3 separate regions of the Bombyx mori genome follow, and regions 2 and 3 are each linked to region 1. A link is a contact called in public Hi-C data. All regions are on one chromosome and are shown on one strand. The core of a region is the stretch at or near the end of the contact, and the rest is flanking DNA. Distances in the headings are between cores, read along the strand shown. Region 1 holds the start of PC (polycomb). Region 2 has its middle 24 kb from the start of LOC101736393. Region 3 holds the start of LOC101736393 (ras-related protein Rab-37).

Evidence for each region. Hi-C and Micro-C count contacts between places; a contact is called where the count stands out from the background.
Region 2: a Hi-C map of middle silk gland shows a contact between it and region 1, with 1.7 times the contacts expected there. The contact joins the enhancer-like site here to the promoter of PC in region 1. A contact is called at or near these places in 3 of 7 Hi-C or Micro-C datasets (middle silk gland, an unstated tissue and whole pupa).
Region 3: a Hi-C map of whole pupa shows a contact between it and region 1, with 2.1 times the contacts expected there. The contact joins the promoter of LOC101736393 here to the promoter of PC in region 1. A contact is called at or near these places in 3 of 7 Hi-C or Micro-C datasets (posterior silk gland and whole pupa).

The regions. Positions count from the first base shown.
Region 1 is chr10:11,756,344-11,760,327 of ASM3026992v2, reverse strand. It overlaps PC (polycomb), which reads left to right and starts at 2,727. Exons shown (of 2, transcript NM_001201434.1): 1 at 2,727-2,795. The coding sequence starts at 2,727.
Region 2 is chr10:11,954,331-11,958,381 of ASM3026992v2, reverse strand. No RefSeq gene overlaps it. Among protein-coding and RNA genes, the nearest start is that of LOC101736393, 24 kb to the left of the region's middle. Within about 2 kb of position 2,426, at least 6 of the 8 cell types and tissues checked have open chromatin away from gene starts, as enhancers often do.
Region 3 is chr10:11,978,784-11,983,259 of ASM3026992v2, reverse strand. It overlaps LOC101736393 (ras-related protein Rab-37), which reads right to left and starts at 2,937. Exons shown (of 6, transcript XM_012697512.4): 1 at 2,592-2,937. The coding sequence starts at 2,597.

The DNA.
Region 1 (3,984 bases), core at 1,478-3,977:
GTAACTATACTGAGTGAAACCTTAGAACTTATATCTCAAGGTGGGTGGCCCATTTACGTTGTAGATGTCTATGGGCTCCAGTAACCATTTAACATCAAGTGGGCTGTCAGCTCGTCCACCCATTTTTTTTTTATTGCTTAGATGTGTGGACGAGCTCACAGCCCACCTGGTGTTAAGTGGTTACTGGAGCCCATAGACATCTGCAGCGTAAATGCGCCACACACCTTGAAATATAAGTTCTAAGATCTCAGTATAGTTACAACGGCTGCCCCACCCTTCAAACCGAAACGCATTATTGCTTCACGGCAGAAATAGGCGGGGCGGTGGTACCTACCCGTGCGGGCTCACAAGAGGTCCTACCATCATTTAAGCAATAAAAAAAAATAAAAAAACCTAGCACCGGTCATCGTTCTCCTCGAACCCGTCGCTTGCGACAAAGGGCTCGGCGAGTAAATTAGCCCACAGACACAGCCCACTGAGTTTATCGCCGGATTTTCTCAGTGAGTCGAGTTTCTGATCCGGTGGTAGATTCTGCGAAGCAGGACTCTTGCTAGGGTTCGCGTTAGTAACGTCATTTCAGTTTTAGCCCCGTGAGCTCACCTACTAATTCGGCGAATCTAGAATAACCTCTCGAGGTTACTAGAATAGGTAGGAAATAAAAAAAAACTGGCAAACAAAAAACAATTCGGCCTAAATGAAATTTCAGCTTAAAAGTCTAAATTCCAACATTTCTACGTTTGTTCGTTACGAAATCCTAGAGAAAATGTCTTTCGCGCTTAGCACCCGCAACCTCGCACCTGAACCTCATAGAGTTCGTGGTTGCACAGCGACCAATATCTATCTTTTCACGACTGATGCACTGGAACTATTCCTATAAAGCCGAAGAAGATTGCAGACTAGGATAGGAGTAATGTTGAAACGCTCACGTATCGTCCGACATAATTTGTAACCTAATATTGTTAGAACAGTAGATACTTAGGTATTGTAAAACCGAAACCTGGCGTTTTCTTCGTTCTCATCTCGAGGAATTAAGTATTATCTTAATGCTGTTTGACGCTAAAACATGTCAAAAGACTACAAATTCAATTTATTAATTCAAAATAGTCTACGGCTTAAAGAAACGATTTTGAATGACTTAGATTTTTAAAAAAAACAAGTCACATTAATGTACTGTATATGTTAAGTACGAACCGACATCCGGGACGTCTCTTTAAATTCGAACATCAATCATCATAATGATAAAGCTGACAATATCTGTACGGCTGAAGCCGTCACAAGCTGCGTTCATTTATCGCCCCATATCTCTCTCCCTGTAACAATACATCGAATATAAATAGAGAACGCGCCGCGCCCGGATCCGGCGACCCTACGTAATCCAAAATGTCCGTTCATTTTTCTATGTGAATGTGAGCCACGTAGCATAAAAAATAATGTTGGAATCGACCGCACGGCGACCGAGCGAGAGAGAAGCACTCCGGCCGCCGGACGTCAGCGGGCGGCGCCGCATCTTGTCCTCTGATTGGCCACCGCTACGCGGAGCTCGCCGCCCGTACTTTACGACCAATCACGAGAGCCTGCAGTGCTTCCCTCCCGCGGCCCCGTACCCCGGAATACCGACCTTTCACGAATGCCAACCCGATTCGATACGACCGAAAATGCCTTAGTTATTTCACGCGCGTACTGTTGGTAGGTCGCTTTCGCTCGCGGTCCCGGTGAAACTAAGTACAGACTTTCTTAACGAATACTACGTTTGGTTGTGTTTTATGTCGATATTTGGGATCATTAGACGAAATCTGTTCTAACCCTGGATTCTCACAGGTACTGCTAATTTTATATTGTACTAATCTCAATACTAGCTAGAAATTTACACTAGAATAAATAAAAATGTATTATTTAGCCGCTAGCGTCGAATAATTGTACATAAATGTGCCGGATGATCAAACGTAAAAGCGGTGTCCTCGTAATCAACGTAGGCCGGACGGTGCGGCAACGCCGCGCGTAAATAATAGGGTAGCGCTCGCTCTGTGTTTCTCTCGCAGCTGGCGCGGAGCGGCAACGTCGCGCTCGCCTGCTTCGTGCCTCCACCGCGCGACACCGCGGGGACTCGATGCTAAATCCTCAAACATTTAACTACCAAAGTGCCGGGATATACCAACCCATTACTTTAGGTGCTCCCAAATTTTCTTGCTAAGACTTCAGTGAAACTTACTGAATTTTTTAAAACTATTTTAAGTATGTTATGTATTAATAATGTATTAGGTAAACACGTTTTATAAATAATTTCTAACACGTACTTCTCTATGGAATAAGAATTTCTACACATGTTAATAAAAAATCCATAGTTCACTTAAAAAATACGCAAGAAGCTGAAAACACGAGATCTAAATGATGAAAATAAAACTTGTTTACAGAATATCGAGCGGGCGTTGGTGAACTCGTAGCGCGCTCTGTCGACATTTACGAGGAACGCTGCGTGCGGGGTGCGCGGGAGGAGAGCTTCTTCCCCTTACTTCAGTTTGCACGACGATACGAAGCGGGGAACACGTATCGCGGCGCTCTATAAAAAGGACCGTTCGCGCGCCAACTTTGAACTGTGGACAGTGTTGAACGGAGTGTCGTGTCGAAGAATGCGATTTGGATTGCGGTGCCTCATTAATTGGATGCAGTGACAGGATCACATTTATTGGATTGCAGTGTTTTTTGGATTACCACCGATCAAACTGGGGATGCACAAGATGGAGCTAGGCGACAGCGTGTTCGCCGCTGAACGCATCATGAAAAGGAGAATTAGAAAGGTGAGATAATTTTTTTTCAATACGCAACGAACATTAAGAAGCTAGTTTGCGAAACGAGCATACTAGATCACACATTGCCGATATTATTGGAGCACGCTTATTCGTAACTGTCTAGCATCAGATTTCACAACACGCTTCGAATGTTCTTTATATAAAAATGTGCATCGCTTTGCATGATTTTATTTTATTTATTAATCCCGGCATTGTCATGTGTCGAGCAGCTGTACATGTAATCACGGGTTCAGGTAATCATGTTGTTCCTTTTCACTTGTGATTTTTCGTTTCTTATTATTGTAATGTCTCCCCTTACATGTAGGGCAGTGTGAAGCTGAATTGTTCTTTATTGAATCCGTACCCTTTTCGAGATTCCATTTTAGAATTCTTGATAGTAAACAAGTTTCGTAAGATTTAAGAAGCGAGGTCAATCTTTGTATAATTTCGGCTTGGTTTGATTTTACAAAAAAAAAAAAAAAACGCTGCTCATCAAAACATTAACAATATAGTGATGTAACATTAAAATGGATAGTGTTCTGTTTGAGTTTTTGTTTAAAATGTATGTTATGACTGTTAGGAGGAGTCAATGGAAACTTTAATGGGGCGCCCGGAAAGGTAAGTCGTTTTTCGTGTTTCTAATATTGAAACTCGCAACAGGTTAGAAGACTTGTAACATTCTATGAATGAAGACGTGGAGACATTATCAGTTACGATTTCTGTTGTTACTTTAAACATTTTTGTGAATCTTTGGTACACCTATGTTATGGCAAATGTACAGTCGTAGTAAATTTGAAATTGGAACGCTTGACGTTTTAATAATGACTAGCAAAGGATTTCTTTGTCATGAGTCCAATTACGCCTGCCTATGTAATAGTTGGTTGAGAGAGATGGTTTTGATCATCACTTCTTTTTTAATTTTTGGACAATATTTCGAACTATCACGCAAGCTCATTATGCAGAGTTAAGTGAAGAAACACGATCCATCTGTGTTGAATGTTTACCAGTTCAGGCATCCTGGAACACTAAGTGTTAGCAGTACTGTGGACACGACTGTCCCACAAAAGACAAACATAAGTTGAACTGTGAACTGTAATTAAGGGAAGGGTATAATAGATAAACAAAACCAGCTGCTATTAATCAGTTACTGCCTGTTTGTAGAAACCACCACATGAATGTTACTCGCCTTGAGGTTGAA
Region 2 (4,051 bases), core at 1,177-3,676, 200 kb before region 1:
ATTTTGCATTCTTAGCGAAACCAGAAAAATAATATCCGAATATTTCGTTATTAAGATAAATTATTTATTCGGTTATTAAGCTCTGTGCCTAAATTCTACCCCTGAGTATCGCGAGGGCGGTTTAACCCTCTCGCATAATTGCTGATGGCACTAGACTTATAAGTATATGTTTATATGTCTACTGCACGTTTCCGACGTGTATCAAAAATCAAATAGTTACGATTCTTTTTTTTTTTTTTTATTGCTTAGATGGATGATCGAGCTCACAGCCCACCTGGTGTTAAGTGGTTACTGGAGCCCATAGACATCTACAACGTAAATGCGCCACCCACCTCGAGATATAAGTTCTAAAGTCTCAGTATAGTTACAACGGCTACCCCACCCTTCGAACCGAAACGCGTTACTGCTTCACGGCGGAAATAGGCAGGGTGGTGGTACCTACCCGTGCGGACTCACAAGAGGTCCTACCACCAGTGATTACGCAAATTATAATTTTGCGGGTTTGGTTTTTATTACACGATGTTATTCCTTCACCGTGGAAGTCAATCGTGAACATTTGTTGAGTACGTATTTCATTAGAAAAATTGGTACCCGCCTGCGGGATTCGAACGTCGGTGCATCGCTAGATACGATTGCAACGGACGTATTATCCTTTAGGCCACGACGACTTCACGATTCATTCGGCAGCTTATTGAAACAGTCAAATTCGGTTTTAATTACGGTTTGGATTTGGAATATGTAGCTTAATTTTTTTCCTACCTTAGCTGATAGTCTTGAGAGACCATTTCAGCGTAACCTTAACTAGTAGGTGAGATCATGGGGCTCAAACCTGACGTCGTTGCTAACACTAACCTTAGCAAAAGTAGCTCCTTCGCAGAATCTAGCATCGAATCGGAAACGCGATTCACTGAGAAGATCCGGCGACAAACTCAGTGGGCTAGAATATGTACCTTAAAGAGGTTGTAATAAACATATTACAAGCGACATTTAGAAAACTTTTTTTGATAAATGCTTTCAGAGAATTAAAAGAAAAGTACTTGTCCAGCTGTAAGCCTGCAAGCTCCTTTTGCGATTATGCACGCACAGACTACACCATTAAATACAAATCGAGAAATATATAATTATATTATATATAAAGACTTGCGTATCACTATTCTTTTTTTTTTATTGCTTAGATGAGTGGACGAGCTCACAGCCCACCTGGTGTTAAGTGGTTACTGGAGCCCATGGACATCTACAACGTAAATGCGCCACCAACCTTACAAATGCGCCACCCACCTTGGCCTTCTGCCGCGAAACAGCCATATGTTACATATACCTACAAAATACGCCGCAACTTTGATCTCGTGTCTCGAGATACGTTTAGGCAATATTTTTGCCATGTATACAGTATCCGGTAATCGTTTATCAGCAATTGCGCCGTCAGCTCGCTTATTCAACTACGCTATAATACTTAAAAAGAAACCTCCTAGAATGTACCATAGTTCTTATTAATGGTAAAGTAGATTGTGGACACGTATGGTTGGGCATCCCGATTCCGTCCAAACGAATTCAATTTGGAGCAATAATACCTGAAGCAGAAGATAGAAGACAGCTACTATACCAAAAGCAACTGACACTTTAAACTCATCCCTCAAACAAAACACTGTTTTATCTTTGGACCCCAAATTATTATAATCAGGAGACAATTATTATAATGTTCACGCCAAATCTCATATTAAACTGCATTACAGACAATTAAATTTATCATATTACAGTCATAATGAACTGCATTGAATAAAGACAAACAAATTGTTTATGTAAATACGATGAACTAAATGCCTTGTCCGTTTATATTTAACGACACGATTTTTTCATAGCACCCGGAACGATACGATAAATAAAGAGATATAAAAAATGGAAGTCGTTTGCATGTATTTACCTGTTACAGATTAGAATGTTAGTAGTTATGCTGAGTAAAAATAAGAAAAAAGCTAGGTTTGAAAGTAATCCAGAGCTGGAGGAAGCGGCTTGGTTGCGGTAGTTGCATCGCTGAAATTATTAAGTAACATTAACCACTTATTGATCTGGTTAATTTACAGCTGTGTCGATTTCTCTGCCAACTTCAGCAAAATAAAAAAGTATAAAGGACGTTTTGATGAGTAGGTATATAACTGTCATTTCAATCTAATCGAGACGTCCATGAAATGTCTCAGTTTGGGTCTCGAGGTTCATGGTTGTAGAGGTCATAGCTATCCATGTCTGCACATCTACGCAAAGAACGCTATAGACGAAAAAAATATGAGCATTTTTTTTAATACCTCAAGTTATATTCTACGAAATATTCAACACGACAAATCGTATCTTCTATTGTAAAGGTCACGCTTAATCCCTAGTATAGGGTGGGTAATAATCCGAGCGGTCGATACGGAACACGCGGCGGCCACCCACCTCCCCAAGCCAACGCCCTTCCGAGCTCCCTACCAGCCGACGCCCTACCGGACACCGATATGCAGTCCGCATTTAAAATGAAACGATAATACAAAAATTCTTCGACATTTTATCGCAGAAGAACACGATAATTCTTGTTTTGATGCCTACTGTAGTCGAAATTCGATTATAATAAATTGAAATTATAAGTTTGAACATTATTATGTTTCGATTGTCAAAGACTATTATACTTCTAATCACAGACTTCGTCAAGACTACACTATAGACAAATGATATTAAAGACAAACAATAATAATCTATTCTCAATTTGACCACAGATTGATAAACAATAAACAAAAGAGTATAAATGCGTGTGTGTGTCAAATACACGGTTGTGTGTGTAATGTTCTTTTTATTGATTTAATGTATTTTTTATGCACGACTTTAATTAAATATTAGCATTCTGCACTCCTTCTCTATATTCTCTTTAAGTGTTAGAAATTTTATACACCTTCCGTGTGCGCAATTTTCTTAAAAAAGGGTACACAAAGTTTTTGCTTCACGTAGTAATATATAGACACATTAAATAAGATTCTTTAATGACGTTTTTAGTCTTCGATACAGATAAAGTAAATGTACCTATCTATCTAATAACAAATGGGTGTTTATTAAATTTAGTTTTAAATAATTAACGTGAAGCTATTGTGTTATTTGAGGCTAATATGATATTTCTGATAGAAAAATAAAAGGCACAAGATACATAATCCTAAAAGGTTATTATTATTATTAAGTGAATTTAGAACTTTAAAAGCTGTATCAAGAAATTGGATTTACTTAAAATTTATTACTAATTGCTAATAACCGTTTGAAAAAATATCATAATGGTGATTACCCTTGAAATTCCATCACATAGTAACAACAAAACAATCATTGCAAGATAAGAATTCGTTTGTCTTTCGTGACGGAGCAACTAAACAAAGTTGATTCAAATAATGAAATGTAGATGGCGCTACATGAATCTGAACAGTAGATATTATTTTTATACCCGATAGATTTATGAAACAATTTCTTCGAATTTCGTTTGTGACCTCAAAAACTGAAACATTGTAAATCGTGAACTGTACAGAAAAAAACCTTTCATCCTGAAAGTGAGTTCGTGTATGCGAAAATTACGGTGACAAAATCTTTCGAATTGTTCTTAGACAAAGTTTTTTACTAAAATTGACTAAATTTTTTTTGCTGCAAAAGAAAGACTAGCCTTTCTGCCTACCATCTATTCTACATTTTCTTATTTTTGAGACGCGGGTATTTCTTGTGGCCCGGGGTTTTATCAGCAACATCAGGACTGGTGGGCGGGCTTGCCGTTCTAAGCCAACTACGAGATCGGTTTTTGTCGCATTGCTGTCGTGAATTACCGTTTCGAAGCTGTCTTTTTACATTCATGAATGAGATATAGACCTAGGTTGTTACGAAAATATACCTACATACCACGGTGCTCGGTAACTCTGCCAATGCCGGTCCCAAGCCCGGATGAGAAAAGAGGAGAGTTGAGTTGGAGTTCGACCTTTCCACCGTAAAACAGTCAACGCCGAATGTCTGGCGGCGGTTAATTAGCCAGACCCAAATAAGGCTTCAGCTAAAC
Region 3 (4,476 bases), core at 1,688-4,187, 220 kb before region 1:
GCAAATCACAATTGTGATTGTTTGTTATAAAAATAGTAATAATAATTAAATGAACAGAAGAATTTACGTTCTGTACATCTATATACGTGAAGCAAAAACTTTGTATCCCTTTTTACGAAAATTACGCGGACGGAGGAGTATGAAATTTTCTACATTTAGAGAGAATATAGAGAAGAAGTGCAAAATGCTAATATTTACATACTATTTATTGTCAAACTTTTGTTCTTGACGTTTGTGGTCAAATTATAAATATTGTTGGTTTTTATTAATATCTTTCTATAGTGTAGTCTTGGCGAAATTTGTGATTATAGAAGTATAATAGTCTTTGAAAATAGAATCATAATAGTGTACAAACTTATAATTTCAATTAATTATAGTCGAATGTCGACTACCAGGCGACCACTTAATAAATGTTTTAATAAATGTACCTATTATCTCTCTCGCAGTGCGATGCAGTGAGGGTAGCTTATCGCTTTTAAACATCCGTTTTCAGAATTATCATTACTATGTTAATGGATCCGTATATTACAATTTAGAATCTGCAGAGCAATCGAGGCGGTTAATCGAATTAAAGAATCGATATGAAGTCACGGTGCGGTTATGATATTTTAAGTTACAAAATATAATTTCACTACAGTGAAGTCCAGTGATGGATTTAGGCTTGATTGCGCCCTAAGCTCTGTGTACCGCGCTGTCCTTAATGCTAGAATAAATTTTATTAATTTTGATCCAATATTTGTATTTTAAATTTAAAATAACTTTGTTTCAATTTTTTTTATAATTATTAATCTGACCTCATTTTCAAAGAATGTCTTTAAATTTATTCGTCTCTGAAATATTGTGGCATTTTATAAATTTTGCCGCCCCTCAAATCATGCCCTCCTAGACCCGAGCCTGACGACCCTAGGCGTAAATCCATCCCTAATGAAATCCAGTCATGCTGCGCTGCGGCAATACAAAAAAAAAAAAAAATTAACACTGTTTTTTTTTAAGTGGTCGCGCTTCACTTATTCCACCTTTTTTATTACTTAGCTGGGTGGACGAGCTCACAGCCCACTAGTTAAGTGGTTACTGGAGCCCATATACATCCACGACGTAAATGCGCCACCCACCTTGAGTTTTAAGCTCTAAGGTCTCAAGTATAGTTACAACGGCTGCCCCACCCTTCGAACCGAAACGCATTACTGCTTCACGGCAGAAATAGGCAGGGTGGTGGCACCTACCCGTGCGGACTCACAAGAGGTCCTGCCACCCTTGATGGTACTTATATCATATCAGAAACCTTCCTTGGATCTCCATCATCAACTCAACCAAGCTTCATCAAAATCGGACAAACACAGTCTTTAATTAAAACAGATAATACAATCGCATTCGCATAGCATTTTCATCGTAATTAAACGTCACGTCGCCGTTACACACGAGAGCCATGAAGCTATATATTTTATCGCGGCACTTGTCCGCTATCGGCGTGGAAGCGTTGTGATAACATTAATTATACCGCAGGCACTGCACTCGTAGCGCTACCGATGAACCTTGAACTTCGATTTGGGCCTCGTGTCGACTCATCCAGGGGTCAACGGTGACCGGTGTTGGAATGACACCACACGCCCTTAGACATGTCGTAATCTCGATTGTATGTAAATGCAATGCAGAATTAATGCAAATGATTATGAACAAATGTATACCAACTTTATCTATCATAAATAACTATATTTATCTTTTATTTTATTATACAAATTTTAATTAGATCATGTACTATGTTGGGTACGATATTTTTACTGGTGGTAGGACCTCTTGTGATTCCGTGCGGGTAGGTACCACCGCCCTGCCTATTTCTGCCGTGAAGCGGTAATGCGTTTCGGTCTGAAGGGTAGGACACCCGCTGTAACTATACTGAGATCTTCGAATTTATATCTCAAGGTGGGTGGCGCATTTACGTTGTAGATGTCTATGGGTTCCAGTAATCACTTAACAACAGGTAAGCTATGAGCTCGTCCGTCCATCTAAGCAATAAAAAAAAAATAAAAAAATAAGTTTCGTTACGTTTAGATTCATGTTTTAATATACGCTACAACTACTTCTATCATTAGATGTCACATTAAATAATTGTTTTTACGAATGCTGAAAAATATATATCGAAAAAGCTGCTGTTTAAGTCCGGGCGTAACATGGGAAGGTTGGCGGTACCATTCACGTTACGCCATCAATGAGCTTCGACAACCGCTTTATATCGAGTGTGTTATGAACACGTTTTCCTTGCTACGAGAAAAAAGAAATTCATATGTGTTTTGGGACTTGACATTCAATTTTAGATAATATACTTTTTTAGGTATTTAACTATTAGTTTTTCTTAATAATTTCTTGTGAATCAGTCGTTGTGGATCAATGAAAATCTAGATCGTGTCTTCGAGAATGCAATCTTTAAAAAAATACGTTAATTATTGATCTAGTAACAACTTGGGAAGCTACGTACAGTGAATGAAAAATTTTGACAGTCAACCTAAGGTCAATGACTTCCAGACGTCAAATACACATTCCCTTTACATAGTCCACCAATAAATGTATTAGACAAACAATTCTAAGTTACTTACGCTCATCTTCTATCGAGGCACGCACTCATTTACTCACGTATAATCACAACACTCATAAACAAATTGACAGCCCGTTGCTTACATGCCACATCCTCGGAACGAACACAGATAAACGCACACTTGTACACGTGACTATATAACAGCTGACACTTAATAGGCCGCTCTTTTATTCGGATATTAGATTCGAACAGATATCGGGTTAAAAACTAGGAATTTGAGGTTATATTTCGGATCGGTAGGGCATATTGGGAGCGAGTGTGCTGTAAGGCCCAAAATTGCATGCGCTCGTGTCGTTGTGTGCGCGGCTGTGTAGCGACGCGACTGGGTGAGCTCGGGGTGGGTTGTGCGCATGTGTTCGTGCGTCAAGCTACACGAGATAACAAGTTTTCCACGATCGGTTTCATGATAACTGAAGTTTGGTTTTGTGACGCCAAAAACGTTTTTTGCTTTGTAAATAGAGGATAGGGAAGATCGGTTAAAATCGTACAGTTATTGAGTTAATTTCGCAGTAAATAGATCTATGCAATATGAATGAGGAATAATTAGTTAAAAAGCATTGGATCGTATTAAATTAAACTCGTAATTTTCAATACAAATTTTGAATGTTTTTTGACCCATCTGATCTTAAGTGGTAACCGGAATCCATAGACCAAAGTAGTAAATGCCGCCACCAATTTTGAGGCATGAGTTCTATTCTACAGTACAACGACTACTCCACCCTTGCTTATTATTACTTCACGGCAGAAATAGGCTGAGTGGTGATATCAACAGAAAACCTCCTCTCATCAGTTTTTTCGTATAATACCGATAGACAAATACAGCTGATAGTCATCGAGTTTCAATAGTATAATACATAACACGATACTCATAAGAAACTTTCTAAAAAAATTGTTAATTTCAATACAATTTATAATTTTTCAAAATAAAAAGATTTAAAATATTGTCACCAGATTGATCGTTAAATATCTGATCCACACTGTCTCTGTCACACTTTCAGATCGATTGCGATTCTTCTGGGAAATTCCTCTACTACGAATTCTCATATTATTTTAATTCGAACCATTATTTGGGAAATAATATAGGTATACAAAACTGCACATTGTCCTTACTCTAATTAAGTATAATTCAAAGAAAACTACGTTAAATTTTCCTTTTAACACTACCATTACATTATAGAATTTACACTTTATTGTTTTCGAATCAATCAAATGTAATCAAATCTTAGTTATATAATTTTTTTGTTGTTGTTAAATGCACTGTATATTGCACCTATAATTGAGGTGACATTTGCCATGAACTTTTGTCAGTTTGTCAAAGTTTTGTATTGATGATCACTTTTTTGGTGCAACTTAATAAATAAATAAACACTGAAAAAGACACGGCCCATTTATGTTTTTTACAAAGTTAGTCACTATATTAGTAGATTATTGTAGATAGTACTTCACTGCCCACAACCTCTTTGATTGCTTTACCAAATATGTATGATATTTGTGTTTCGAACATAGTTAGAACATCGAATAGAAAAATAAGTAACTTTGTCTTCATCTACAGTTTCAGACGCAATTTTTGCTGAGTACAAACTGATAATCGCAGAAACTGCTCCTTCCTCTCTTACGTTACGTTACGACATGCCTTCAAAAGAATTATACAATGAAATATACTTTAGACTGATATACACATAATATCGCAATTCTCACTTTTTAAAATTATTCCTAATTCGAGTGAGAACCATAACTTTAGTAATAAAAATGTCTTGTTTGTGTTGTTAAATTAAACACACACACATTGACACAGACTATTCGAGTCATTTGGAAATGAACGTAGACAACAAGGAATACAGCTGGAATTCGCTTGAGGGAAATTTGATCGTGAACGCAGTTTTAAG